Regions from separate parts of the Mus musculus genome. Here region 1 is linked to region 2. The links are chromatin contacts, called in public promoter capture Hi-C maps. All regions are on one chromosome and are shown on one strand. Each heading gives the region's core, a stretch centred on a gene start, on an enhancer-like site or on the middle of the called end of the contact. The rest is flanking DNA. Distances are from core to core; before and after follow the strand shown. Region 1 has its middle 17 kb from the start of Gm42010. Region 2 holds the start of Hspb8 (heat shock protein 8).

Region 1 (7,304 bases), core at 363-2,862, 470 kb after region 2:
TGTCTTACAGCCAGCTTTCTCCACCTCTCCCAAGAAGAGGTTCAAGCCTCCAACTGCCGTTTACACTCCTTATCACCCATCTCCAAGGGCATCTCAGATGGATGTGATGCCTTCTTAGATCTGAGCCCTAATGCCACAGCCCCCTCTCCATAGCTTCTCTCTGCTGTTCTTTCCATATGTCCCCAAGGCAATGGGGGTTGGTTGGTCATTACCGGCATCCTTCTGTCACTAGGCCTCCAACAGCGCATGCTCAGTCATGCTGTTTCCTCTATCCACCCATAACCTACATCTTCCTAGATCCCTTCATCAAATCCTCTCTATTCAAATGCCTACTTTGGTTTCTGCCCTTCCTCGCTGAACCCCCGTTGGCTCAGCGACACTCGATGAAATTCCATTCAAGCCCTAGAATGTCCCATGGTCAAGAGCTTGTGCAAACAGCTGTTCCAGAACTGACAGTTGAGAATCTCCTGTGGGCCTGACATCATGGCGGGTCCTCGGGGTCCAGACAGGAAACAAACAGAATGAGCCAGGAGCATTCAGGTCTTCTCTCAGAGAACAGGAACTCCTTCTCCCTCCCCGATGCCCTTCCTAAAGCAAAAGCAAAGGTTCCTCCTGCCCTCTGCCCTCTGCCCTCTGCCCTCTGCCCTCTGCCCTCTGCCCTCTGCCCTCTGCCCTCTATGGTGATTTTCAGTGCGTTTGTTTGGGTCTCCGGAGCATGCAATCATCTCTTGCACACAACTGAGTTGACTAGAAGATTGCCTTTTGCTCCTCCCCTAGATGGCGCTATAGAGCATTGTGAACTGTGAAAAGCCAACCTCTGACCGGAAGGCTGTAACTACTCACAGCCGCCCTCAAGAGAGAACCTATTGGGCCCTCATTCTTTAAGTCTGGGAGGTGACACAGTATATACAGCATTTGAAGGTTGACTAAAGAGGAGACTCCATCTAGACAGCAACGGGGAAGTCATCATTCATTCTGGGGTGAAACTTTTTAGAGACATAGCCTCTTGGGGGCCATCTATGCCTTCACCCATGATTTTAGAAGCCAGGTGAGCTCATTCATTTGCCAAGCTGGACCCTGGCAATTGTTTTTAGATCTGCTCTCCATGATCTACCCAGAGAGAAAGTGGGAATTTGTTTATGTTTACCCAGAAAAAGGTTCACAGAAGGCAGCACCCACTCTCTAGTCTCTCCATCAGTCAAATGGTGTCTCTACAAATTGGCAGGCCTCCCTTGGGTGGTACCACCCCTCCCCCTGACTACTACAGGATCACCCATGAAGAAGGTACCCCAAGATGGGGGGTGGGGGGGGAAGCGGGTAAAGAACTCCCTAATTAGTTTTGGCATTATCAGCCTCCAGCAGAGAAACCTTTAATAGATGTAAAGGATGGCGTACTTCTGCGTGGGACCTTCAAATTATCCCAGACAGCCAGCAGAATTTGAGCCAATACGGGGTGTGACGAGGCAGGCTGGCAGGGGTGGGTGCAGAGAGAAGGCAGCCAGAAACCTAATTAGCCAGGGCTGCTCACACCAAGCGGCTCTGTTCCCGGCTGCCTCCTGACGCATGACATGTTGAAAAAGAAATCATTAGGGGGGCTCCTTGCACACAGCTCCTTGTTAGAAACGCATCCTCGACAGCCCTAATTGGAAGCGGAGAAGTGAGGAGGAGGCAGAGCACGGGAGGAAAGAAGGAGGAGGGTGGGCAGCAGTGGATTGTGGGTAATGCATACACAAAGCAGGCTATGTCCTCTCTCTTTCCATTGAGGGGTGTGTGTGTGTGTGTGTGTGTGTGTGTGTGTGTGCACATGGAGGCCTGAGGTTGATGTTGGGAATCTCCTTCAACTGTTTCTCCACCTTTGTGAAGCAAGGACTCTCAATCAAACCCAGAGCTCACAGATGTGGCTAGTCTGCCTAGCCAGTTTGTTTGGGAGAACCTTTATCTCCAACCTGAGGTGCCACTTGGTATTTTTGTAGGTACCAAGGATCAATTCCAGTTCTCAAGCTTGAACAGCAAGTGCTTTAACCACTGAGCCACCTTGCCAGCCTCCCAAAATGGGATGTTTTTGAAAGTTTTTTGTTTTGTTTTAATATATGAGTCTCTCTCTCTCTCTCTCTCTCTCTCTCTCTCTCTCTCTTTCGTGTGTGTGTGTGTGTGTGTGTGTGTGTGTGTGTGTGTGTGTGTGTGTGTATAGAGTCAGGTGTGCAGGTGCCCTGGGCTGCCACAAGAGGGTGCTAGATCTCTGGTGACTAGAGTTGTAGGTGGTTGTGAATGGCCATGTGGGTCGTTGGGAACCAAACTCAGGTACTCTGTCAGAACAGATAGTGTTCTTAACCACTGAGTCATCTCTCCAAGCCTCAAATAAGGCATAAGCTAAGGCTGACTCTATAGCTCCCACTTTTGTCCACTCCACCTATGGTAACCTGTAAAGGACCAGTTTCCAAGGCAGCCTGATGTAGGAAAACTGGCTATGAAACACAGGCAACATTTTCATAGTATGATTAAGATTTATAAACTGGTTCAAAAATACCGAAGCCTGAGCATGTTTTCTCCCCGCCCCCTTCCTTTATTCCTGTAGGAAGAAAAAAATCAATTACAATACATTCAAGTCATCTTTCTCAGAGCATTCTGTGCCTGTATATCCCAATATCTCATATTCAGCAGTAGAAGAGACATGGAGAGTTCAGGTTACAATCAACCTGTTCCATTTTCCCAGTCTAGTCATGCAGGGTGTTCTTTCACAGGGAATATTCACACCCCACCCTCTACCAATACAGGGAAAGCTGTTTTGAATTTTGATGCCCAAGTCAGCTGACTTCAAAGATAGAAAGACCTGATTCCTGCTCCCTCCCTGAGCATGTGGGCACTCTGAGACCAGCAACAAGACATTGACAAACCCTGAGCTCTGGTTCCCGCTTTGAGGATACAGACAACAGCCATCAGCATGTCAGCCTCTGGACTCAGGCTGCTACTGGGAAACAGAGACCCTCACGTCTACATTATTAGTGAGCCAGGACTGTCATAGAATCTGGGGGGGGGGTGCTAAAGGAGGTTGCCTAGTTAGTTTTATGTCAACTTGGTATAAACTGGGGTTATCTAGGAAGAAAGATCTTCAATTGAGAATCTACCTTCATTCAGTTGGCCCAAAGGCAAGACTGAGGTACGTTTTCTGGATGGATGATTGATGTGGGAAGGCCCTGCCAACTGCATATGTGTGCTGTCACCTCTGGGCAACTGGTCCTGAGTTGTATAAGAAAGCAGGCTGAGAAAGCCACTGGGGAGCAAGCCAGTAAGCAGCACCCCTCCATGGCCTCTGCATCAGCACCTGCCTCCAGGTTCCTGCATTGACCTCTTGTCCTGACTTCCTTCAATGGTATCCTTTCCTCCTCAAGTTGCTTTTGGCTGTGGTCTTTATCCCAGCCATAGAAAGCAAGCGAAGATAGGATGGTAGGGTCTTTCAGTAAGAGCCTAAAGCCACTACCCTTGATGTTTCACATCGAAGATGGGTACCAGACTTTTTTATTTGCCTCCCAAAGGTTTCCCCACTAGAGAACCCTCAAGAGCTAGGTGAGTGGGTGGTGAGCTCTCTAGATTGTATGCCTGGCCAACAGCTGCTCAGTCATGCTTGCAACAGAATTCCAGTTTAGTCTCTTAAGAGCTGAACATTTGTCCATGTGAATGTTTGGGTGTGCGCACGTACCTGGAAGCCAGCCTCAGACAGCAGTTCTCAGATATCCACCTTGGGGTTTTTGTGGGCGGGGGCACCTTGCTTTCAGGTATAGCATTTCCCATTGGTGTGGAGCTCACTCAGGAGGCTAGGCTGGCTTTCCAGCAAGCTCTGGGGATCTGCTCATTTCTGTGTCCCTATTGCTGAGATTATCAGGGTGAGCCACCACTCCCAGTTCTTTTGCTTGGGTATCTGCAGATCAAACTCAGCCCCATCTCCTTGGGTTTTACCAAATGAGCTGCCTCCACACTTCAACAACTCAATATTTGAAGGCAAATTGTACCCAACTCATCTCCAAGGGAAGAAAACCAACCATAAATAACACCTTTGCCCTTGTCAGCGACTGAAGTAAGATCGCCTGACATGGCTCTAACCATGATGGAAAATCTGATGGAAGCTCCTGGAAACGGATATCTTCATCTTCCAGAGTTGACACTGTCAAGACTGGTGTCTTGGTGCCTGGGGCTTCTTCAGCTGTCTCAGAAACAGAATGAAAAAGAGTAAGACCCAAAAGCCAGCCCCTGAGATGCTGGAAGACCCTGTAGTTTATTATAGAGCTGCCTTATCTAAAGACATCTTGATATAGAGGAAAATTATGCCCTGATCCACACTGGCTTTGTGAGAATTGTTCCTGTTTTTATCTGTGCCAGCACACTGTCCCATGTTGGATCTGGGATGAACAAAATCTTCTTGGTTTGGATGACAAATGGTGTAGTCTCCTTGCCTGGCAATAAACGGCCTTATTTTTAAAGCCATTTTGAGTTAAACTCACTCTCTGCATCCAAAATAGTCTAATTAAGCCAAGTTTAGAGAGGCGGGGAGGATATATCGGTATACATCTACACAAGTGTACAGGAGGGGCTGAAGTTCAGAGTGAAGGCTTTGTGGAATTTCCTATTCGTTACACCTTCTCCTCTTAGCTCTTTCAAAAACACTGTGACTATGAAAACCCGAAGCACACAAGGGAGGTGAGAGAGAAATGAAGCACATGAGAAAGAAATGAATACTGTGATGGTTTGTATATGCTCAGCCCAGGCAGTGGCACTATTAGAGGGTGTGGCCTTGTTGGAGTGGGTGTGGCCTTGTTAAAGTGGGTGTGGCTTGTTGGAGTAGATGAAGTCTTGTTGAAGTAGGTGTGGTCTTATTGGAGTGGGTGTGGTCTTGTTGGAGTGGGTGTGGTCTTGTTGGAGTAGGTGTGTCAATATGGGCATGGGCTTTAAGACCCTCAACTTAGCTGCCTGTAAGTCAGTCTTCACCTAGCAGCCATCAGATGAAGATCTCTCAGCTCCTTCTGCACCATGCCTGCTTGGATGCCACCATGTTCCTGCCTTAATGAAAATGGACTGAACTACTGAACCTGTAAGCCACCTCCAATTAAATGTCTTCCTTATAAGTGTCTGATCATAGCAGTAGAACCCTAACTAGGACAAACACCAAAGTTAGAATCTAAGAACTTATCTCTTCCTAGATGCCTCGTGAGTCTTTAAGGTAAGCCCTTCTTTTGTCATCGTTGTCGTTGGTTTTTTTTTTTTTTAATTCAAGATTTTTTTTTGAGACACCACACATACACAGAGTGTGTGTTCTGCATACAAAATTGCAGATGCTAGTAGGAACTAGAAGAGGGCATCAGATCCCCTGGAGCTAGAATTTCAGGCTGTTGTGAACCACCTGATGTGGGTGCTCAGAACCAAACACAGGTCCTTTACAAGATCTCTATTTGCTCCTAACCTCTGACTCATCTCTCCAGCTCCTTCCTGCCATCTTTGCAGGTATGTCTCCCCAGTCCCCACACACTATGCTTCTGATACTGGGCCAAGGAAGAAAAACTCTAGTTTTCTTGATGGGCATGGATCTTTAACTATACCAAAATCATAAAACCTTTATCATCAAATAAGCTGCCAAGGTCTCCCTCCCACACTGCCTCTGTGTATCCTTCCTCCCGTAACTCCCTAATGGTCCATGTTTCCAGTAGCCTCTCCTCTTCCACTGTGCTCAGCATGGTGGGGCTGGCGTCATCAGGACAGTATGCTGATATGGTGTGTGAAGCAAGGAAGGACTTTATGCTTTGCTTATACACGACCCACTCATGGGGTGATTGTCAGCTGACAAAGTGCTTAGGACACACATGAAAACCTGAGTGTGGATTTCAGCACCTAGCATGCAGTATCACCAGGGAGGCAGAGACAGAGGATCCTTGAACAATCAGACTAGCCAATCAATGAGCTCCAAGTTCAGTGGGAGAAGCAGTTTCACAAAACAGATGAAGATCAACAGAGGGAGGGAATAGCACCAATCTCTGGCCTCTACATGCACAGGCACACATACACATACATCTGCTCACGTGTGTGCATGCTCATGCACATACATGCACACACATATACATTTGCACACATGCATGCACACTTACATACATACTTGCACACACATACATGCATGCACATACACATGCACATACACATGCACATACATGAACATGTATGCATATAAAAGCATATGTGTGTACACTCATGCACACACATGCATATACATCTACACACATGTGCACACACTCACATACATTTGCACATGTGTGTGCACACTCTCACACATACATGCACACACTCACATACATGCATGCATATGCATATACATATGCACATACATGAACATGTATGCACAATCCACTCATGAGCCTCAACCACTGGAAGGAAAAGCAGTTTGAGATTTGCAACTTGAGTCAACACTGAGACAAATCATCTTCTACTTTAACAATGAGCTGCACCATTATCATGGATTATCTAGATGATACTGACCGTTAAGAGATGAGGAAGCACAAAATAACAGCAGAGAGAGGTGTGCTTCACTATCAAGATGTGTGTGTGTGTGTGTGTGTGTGTGTGTGTGTGTGTGTGTGTGTGTGTATGTGCGCAGTGCCCATGGAGGTCAGAAGGGAAGATGCACAGGATCTCTCAGAGCTGGAGTTACAGATGGTTATGAGCTGCCCAACATAGGAGTTGAGAATTGAACTCAGGTTCTTTGCTCTTAAGGTCTGGGTCATCACCTCCATCCTTTTCAGTCTTAATAGCCCTACTGTGTGCACCCTTCTGTGCTGCAGGGAATCACTGAGACAGTAAGGGAAAAGGGACTCCTGATAGGCACAAATGAGATGGCTTTCCGGTGACAAGGGGACCCGATTAAGTCCTTAGAGGTGGCATTGGTGGTGGCAGTAATGGGTGACAGGGTGCTGTCACATGTGGTGGTGGCTGAGTGTTGTTGACCCTGTCATCAGCCCAATCCTGGGCCTTCCAAATGTCAAGGCTAAATTCATACGCAGTGACAGTGGCACTGGTGTTTACCTGGATTTAAGATTGCATAACCATTTGCTCTCTCCAGCGATAGACTGAAAATAGAGAGGCAAGCTGTCATCAGAGAAAGCCAGAAAGGGGGAGGGGGAGGCAAAGAGACACAGCAGAGAGCAAGCAAGAGTGATGATAGCAGGGGTGGGTGTGGCGGGTATGGTTGATGCCACAAGGGAGCTGAGGCTCTTAAGAACACCTGCCTCCATGGACTCCAAGCCCTGAAGGCAATCATCAACAGATCA
Region 2 (7,200 bases), core at 2,257-4,756:
CTCAGATCTGTGAACTGCATGGAAAGCTCCAAGCTCCCACACCAGGAGGAGGCTTACTCATGATTTTGGCCCATCCGGCATCATCCAAAACTCCAAATAGCCTTTCCTCCACTCCCCCAGCAGCCGGCAGACAGAAGCAGATGACGAGGCAAATCTGGCCTAACTCCTTTGGGAGACCAATATTAAAGCAGAGGCCAGAGGGTTGGGGGTGGGGTGTCTAAGCAGGTCACAGTTTCAGCAAGAGTCAGCCAATGAACCTCCAGGCAGGTCTGTCTTTAAGTATTAGGTATTGGCAAAGAAGATGCAGGTGGTTGGTTGTGCTGGGTGTGTTAGCCTTCCCTAGGACTCAGTTTCACTATCTGTAAAATGAGCAGGGGTGGTGTTACAATCCTACCCACACTCCTTAAAAAGCCATTGTGAGTAACCAGTAAGCCAGCCTAGTTGGACATTGTGCAAAGGTCTGGCCTGAACTGCTTGCAGAACGACAGGTTCTTAACTATGGTGTAGCTGTTCCTGGCTCTGTTCCCTGGCTTTCCCTTGCTTTTGCAGGGAGTCCCGGACCTTAGTTCTCAAATTCCTTTCATGAGAGAAAGCTTTGGCACCCAGTCTCAGTGGGGCTCAGAGTCTGCAGAGTTGGGGCCACAGTTAGGGGTGAGTGTGCAGGGTTTATCTTTTGTGTCAGTTTCCAGGGTTTCCCATCTCACAGACAGAGACATCGGGCTCCGAGCATGCCCCGAACCTTGGGATCACTAAGGCCCATCTGTGGCTGAGACCTCAGCCTGTGGCTGCCAGACTCCACCTGTTAAGGAGCAGCTTCAAATGAGGATGGAGAAGAGACTACAGGGTGTGGGTGATTTGGAAGCCTCTGGATTATAATTAATTTAATCATAATTAAATCAGAACAAGGTGGGGTGATGATGAGCTCAGTCAGCAGGATGTGCCATTAACTCCATTTTATAGGCACTCTGGATATATGGTCTGCATTTACTACATCTTCCCAGTAGCCTTGCTTGACAGGAATGGTCACAATCCCCATTGCGCAGATGAGAACACTGAGGCTCAGAGTGATGAAAAGACTTCTGAGTCTGCAACCATACTGCTATCTCACAGAAGAGATGGGATTTGAACCCAGGTCTCTTTCAAAGAGTGTCTATCATTTATTATTACTAGAACATTCCCTTGTGCCCATACTATGACCACCAAGAACAAACTAACTGTTAGTACCCTGGGCACCATCTGTGCATTTACCATGTAGATAAAGATACCTTGGGGGCTACCACCATCCTTCCTGAGGTCCCATGGGGACCCCAGGAGGCCCAGAAAAAGAGTAAGGTCGCTGAAGAAATAATTAGCCTTCCTGTTGGTTAGCTAGTGGCAGAACCAGTGTTGGCTCGCCAGCCAGCCAGCCAGCCAGTGCTGGGAGCCCACACCCACATCAGCACGCCCCCTGAGCTAAGTGCCTGCTTGCCCCACCACACCCACACTCAGAGCGTTTGATGTTTACAATTCTACTCCAAGCGGCTTTAGAACACAGCCTCGCTCACTGCAGGGGCTTGTCCCTGACCAGCCAGTGCTTACAGCGGGGCTGTTATTGATTTTTCTGGCTGACAAGCCTCTGCCAAGAACAAGCTCTTTTTAATGGCCTGTTAATTGGGAGGGAGGCAGAGGAAAGCTTTGCCTAGGCCCAGCTTACCAGGGGCCAAGCTTCCTGTCCCCTCGGTCTTTTTTCCCCTGTGTATGTGTTCTTTCTCCCAGAGTGCAATGGGGTAAGGAAAGCCCTGGGCCTAGTGCTGCTGGGACCAGGCCTAGGCTCTGCTCTGGCCTTTCTGCTGACTCACTGTATGTCCTGGAACTAGGCCTCCTCAGCTGCAAGAAGGGGAGTAGACAGCCATGGGGTGAAGGGCCAGAGGAAATATATATATACATATATATATATATATATATATATATATATATATATATATATATATATATGTATGTATATATATATATATATTACATATATATTACACACACATATATATTACATATAACACACACACACACACACACACACACACACACATATATATATATATATATATATATATATATATCCTTCCTGGGTTTGAACCCTTTGCTACCTTGAACAAATACAAATTATGCTAATCCTCTATGTTCCTCCGTTTCCTAAAGTACAAAAGGGAGATGTGGACACACAAACCCTGTCCTCTGGTTGTATGGTTGTACTAACACAAGTGCTATGTGATGCTGAAGTCGTGGTTCAGCATATCGCCTGGCAGACAGCTCTTCGCCGAGGATAGGAGCCATACTGCAGACATTACCATCCAACTTTAGTCTCCTTGTCTAGTGATCGCACGGCGAGTCAGTGTGCTAACCCCTCTCCCCATGTCTCCAGAAGTCCTAGGTGCATCCATTTATTCTTTATATTAAATTATCTATTTCAAAATGTCTAGCCTGGCTTCTGCCAGCTCTCGGGTGGGGCACAGGGTCCTGAGGACCCCAGCTACTACGTCATATCCAAACTCATTCTGTTGCCCACTGAGAAACACTTGTCTCTGAAGGTAACATTGTGGGTTGCATTCTTGAGCCCTGAGATCACCTGTGCCATGTGGTCTGTCACAGGTCCCTTCTACTGAAGTTCTTTCTGGGCTGAACCTGTGATGGCGCACATGCGAGCACACAACACACACACACACTCACTCATACACACACACTCACACACACAAGCAGGACCCTGCCCGCCCCGACTCACCTGAAACTTCCACGTATCCATCCTTGGTCTTTACCATCAGCTCTTCCGGCTTGAAGCTGTGCACGTTGACACACACTTTCCAAGGCTCCCCAGGGAAGGGTGGGGGACTCCTGCCCTCAGCGGGCACTCCAAACCTAGCTGTGGCTGGAGGCCCTCGGGGTACCATGCCAGACCTTAGGGTTCCAGGCCAGGCAGAGGAGAGCCGAGGCAAAGCCCACTCTGGCCAAGGGGCTGTCAAGTCGTCTGGAAAAGGGTCCATGCCAAAGCCATCGTCCAGAAGGCGGGAGGAGAGCGGTGAGTCCCGAAAGGGGTCTCGGCGCAGGCGGCTTGGGTAGGAGCACGGGAAAGGCAATTGCCCGTCAGCCATGATGTTGGTCGAACTTAGAGGGGGAAACAGAGGCTCAGAGAGACAGAGCCACCTACCCAAAGGTCACACAGCAAGGTGATGTGGCTTGAGATGGCTTTCAGAATTTAGTTCTCCACTTCAGAAAATGCTGATCTTCCTTCAGCCACGAGCCCAACCATCCGCTGGCTGCCCAGAATTGAGCTGGGGTCCTGGCTTACAAAGGTGACCCCCTCCCTAAGCGGGCCCAGCAGAATCCCAGAGGGCCTCTCTCTCTCGCTTGGCTATCAGTAAGCCACCGGCTGCCTTCCTCCCAGGCTGCCCCGGCTCCCAGCCAAAGCCTGCTGAGGTCTTGAGCACAGCCAGGAGTTTAATAAAGCTCGGGGACTCGCGAGCCTAGAAACTTCTCCTGGCTTCTGGGCTGGGAGCCTTCTATTTATTTGCTGCTGGGGGCTGGGGGCGGGTTTTGCAAGCGCCTCCTGTCACAGGAGTATTCAAAGGTGATGAACCAGTCCCTGAGAATCCGCTGAGAGAACAACTGGGCTCTGGGAGCGGGTGGGGAGCTGGGAGGGGCCGTGGCGTCCGGGTCCAGCCAGCCTCTCAGGCACTCTCTCCTCCTCCTCCTGCTCCGCTCCGCCCCCGCCCTCCCTCTGCCTCCAGCAGCGTCCACTCCATCCACCCGTGCCCCGCAGGGCACTAAAGCCAGACTATTAATAACCCTCCGCCTGGCTGAGGGCTCAGGTCACACTCTGGAAATACCATCTTCAGTGCATGTTCTGTCTTGCCTCCTACTCTAGGGACTCGCAGAAGAGAGACAGCCCCTCATTGGATCAAGAAGTACAAGGAATCCCCACTTACAGTATGGCCCAAGTCTTACAGCCTCAGACTTCTGAGAACGAAATTTTAAAAAACGGCAGTTTAAGTTATGAAAAGAGGGACGTTGTCAGTCAGAGTCTATTGGGATAGGTAGGTCTTGGGGTGAGAAAACAGATCGGGTTCAACTCCCAGCACAGCCTGAGCCACTGAGGATTTACAGCCTGGAGGCAGAATGGGGGCCAATGGATGGGAAATGACCAGGGGGGAATCCAGGGACCAGAGGGAATTCTGGATAAACTGATCTAACTGGAGTCCTCTATATCTACAGACTGGGGTGGCCAGCTCTCGCTTTGAAAACCACTGATCAAGCATGGGAAGAGGTGATCAGGGGGTGATGGAATTATAGGGATTGTGTCTAAACTGACTTGTTCTTGTTAAAACTGGGTGAAGAGAATGCACCCCTGGGCCTCCAAGGAGGAGTCTGCCTGCAGTTTGGTCAAGGGAAGAGTTTCTATCAGAGGCAATATAACTCCAAGGCATGTCTGAGCTGCCTGTTTTCCACCTGTGGAATGGGGCAGGAGAGGAACCTGCTCTGGGACGTGTCGTCAGGAATGCGTGACATCATAGACTTCGGAGAGGAGTCTGTGCTTTTAAGTTTTCAACTTTCAACTTATCGGTTGCATAATGTTTGCTCATAAGTGCTTCATAAACAGGTGGTGGAACCCTCCTCTTCCGCGCACTGAGAGCTACAAGCTCCAGGACTGTATGACTGTCCCATTCGGCAGGAGAGTTAATGGTCATAAGTCATCAGAAAACTTTTTTTTTTTTCATTGACTGCCTTATACATTCTGGAAAGAATTTCAGCACAGAGCTAGCTGCACCTCTAATCCTCCTCCTTCTGTAAAATCATTTGTCGCCATGGGTTCATAAATAAAAACATGACACAGTGGGGTGAAGCTTGAACATCTGCCTAGTCCCAAATGCTATCCATTTCAGCGAACCCCTGTACACAGAACAGCCGTGCCCTGGAACCCCCTTTATGAACCCTGTACATACATAGAACCACTCCACACACACACCAAATCTGTGATGGGATGCAAACTAGGAAAAAAAAATATGTTTCTAATATCTTTCATGACTTATGTGTCCTTTGCCTACATTCTATCCTTCCTCATTACCTAATATGTCCCTCTCGTTATTCTTTTAAATGTTACTATGTTGTCCTACTATGCTATTCCTCACAGAGGAAATCCTAATCTGTAGTGTGCACGCATGTGTGTGTGTGTATAAGTGGGTTTATGTAAGCAGATAAAGAGACTTTTTTATTTCCTTATTCTTTACTCTCAAATAACATCTCAGTAGTCTACCTAGACTGGCCTTGACCTCACTCTCAGCTTAGGCTGGCCTTGAACTTGTAAGTTTCCTGCTTCAGCCTCCTGTGCAGGCTGGACTACAGACCAGCACCATGCTGGGGTTATATCTTTATTTCAAATAATAACAAGTATCTAGATGCACTGGTCTCCAGGTGGGATATTTTGAAAGCCCAGATCCAGGGAGAACCATTTCTAGAAACCTCTGCTCCTCCATCCTGCTAGGAAAATGAATTTAGGAATCTTTTAACCTACAGGTGTCTTGGGTTTGAGGTTCCAATCTTCAACAGCTGGGAGCTTGGGACTTGTCATTTTCCCTTTGAGAGTCTTGGGGTCCCAGCTCTGTTTTCTTTATGGGGTGAGCATGTTGGGGAATTTGAATCCCAGGTTGAGAAGACATTTTGGTAGAAAGCCGTCCTCTTACGAGGTGCTTTACTCAAAATAAGGATACTGAGAAGAATCACTCACAGTGGTGAGCCACTGCAGTAATGGTGGGAAATGTTCACAACCATCTTTGATACCGTCAACCCATTTTTCAGATGAGGAAATAGAGGAGAGCCAGCCCATGCACACAGATGTCCTGTGCCAGAAACTGTGTGGGAGAGCTGATTGGTTTGAATCTTAGATCTGTACTGAGTGAGTTGGCTGAGACCCCTGGCTTTTGCTCCAGTGGAGAGAGGGTCCCCCTGTCCTGACTTGATGTGTCCCCCCAAGTACCTGGGTGGCCTCAGTGCGATGCAGGATGAGCTCATTGCGCCAGAAGACTTAAGCTGACGTCATGGCTGGGCACAGACCGCAGCTGGGAGGGGCTGAGTGAGCCTGCAGCTAATTATGAGGAGAGTCACCCTGTATGATGAACAGGGAGAAATCTGGCCCTGCCTGGGTCCAGGCGGGGGCTGGAGAGAGGCTCTTCAGTGCCTGGGCTGGGCTGGGCTGGGCTGGGGGCCGTGAGGTCCCAGCTGAGTGCATGTGGATTTGGGTGGGCATTGCAGTGTGTGTTTATGTGCCGCTGAGCTGTATTGATTTATGAGTGAGTCTGTTTGGAGGACGTGTTCTAAAAGGTTTTCTTCTTCCTTCCCAGGCCTCTTTGCACATCTTCATTGAGAATTTCTAGAGGCCCTTCTGCCTGGAACCAAGAAGGGAGAAAGCTTGACAGCACTGAATTGAGCATCTTTTGTGGCCTGTGCTTCTCCCCACCCAGCACCCCCTCCCCCTTGCCCTTGTCTCTCATGTAGCACAGGCAAACCTTGAGCTCCTTATACAACAGACGGTGACCTTGAACTCCCACTTGCCCTTGTCTCTCATGTAGCACAGGCAAACCTTGAGCTCCTTATACAACAGACGGTGACCTTGAACTCCCGACTCTTCTTACCTCAGCCTCTTTTTTTGGGGGGGGGGGTGTTAGGTTTTTTTCAAAACAGGGTTTCTCTGTGTAGCCCTGACTGTCCTGGAACTCACTCTGTAGACCAGGCTGGCCTCGAACTCAGAAATCCGCCTGCCTCTGCCTCCCCAGTGCTGGGATTAAAGGCGTGTGCCACCACTGCCCAGCTATCTCTGCCTCTTAACTGCTGGGATTACGGGAATGGAAATGGAGCCCAAGGCTTGGTGTGTGCTAGGTCAGCATTCTACCACTTGGATCGCACCCTAGGCCCTGTATTCTCTTTTTGAGGCTGAGGGCCACATGACTAGAAGACCCAGGCGCTACCTCCTAGCCTTGGCACTTTGAACTTCCTGCCCACTTATCAAATCCTCCCAAAAGCCTGTGAGGAAGGGGCTTTTGGTGTCTTCATGTTATAGCCAAAGAACTGAGGCACATGCCTAACTCGTGTAACCTTCAGTGACAGAGCTGGGATTCTAGCTTAGGTCTTTGGCTTTGACCAGGCTGTCATACTCACTGAAATCAGAGTCTCTGATTG

What was found. Promoter capture Hi-C pulls out the DNA fragments that hold promoters and counts their contacts.
Region 1: a promoter capture Hi-C map of hippocampal neurons shows a contact between it and region 2, with 2.7 times the contacts expected there. The contact joins the enhancer-like site here to the promoter of Hspb8 in region 2. A contact is called at or near these places in 5 of 39 promoter capture datasets (the C10 cell line, the HPC-7 cell line, HPC-7-derived erythroid cells and 2 more) and 1 of 9 other capture datasets (liver).

What each region holds. Positions count from the first base shown.
Region 1 is chr5:116,893,984-116,901,287 of GRCm38.p6, forward strand. No RefSeq gene overlaps it. Among named protein-coding and RNA genes, the nearest start is that of Gm42010, 17 kb to the left of the region's middle. Within about 2 kb of position 1,613, at least 37 of the 459 cell types and tissues checked have an H3K27ac peak or open chromatin away from gene starts, as enhancers often do. A contact at or near this core is called in hippocampal neurons, where this site is marked.
Region 2 is chr5:116,419,358-116,426,557 of GRCm38.p6, forward strand. It overlaps Hspb8 (heat shock protein 8), which reads right to left and starts at 3,507. Exons shown (of 3, transcript NM_030704.3): 1 at 2,756-3,507. The coding sequence starts at 3,122. Gm42009 (a long non-coding RNA gene) reads left to right here and starts at 3,636. Exons shown (of 2, transcript XR_878709.3): 1 at 3,636-4,064; 2 at 6,366-6,643.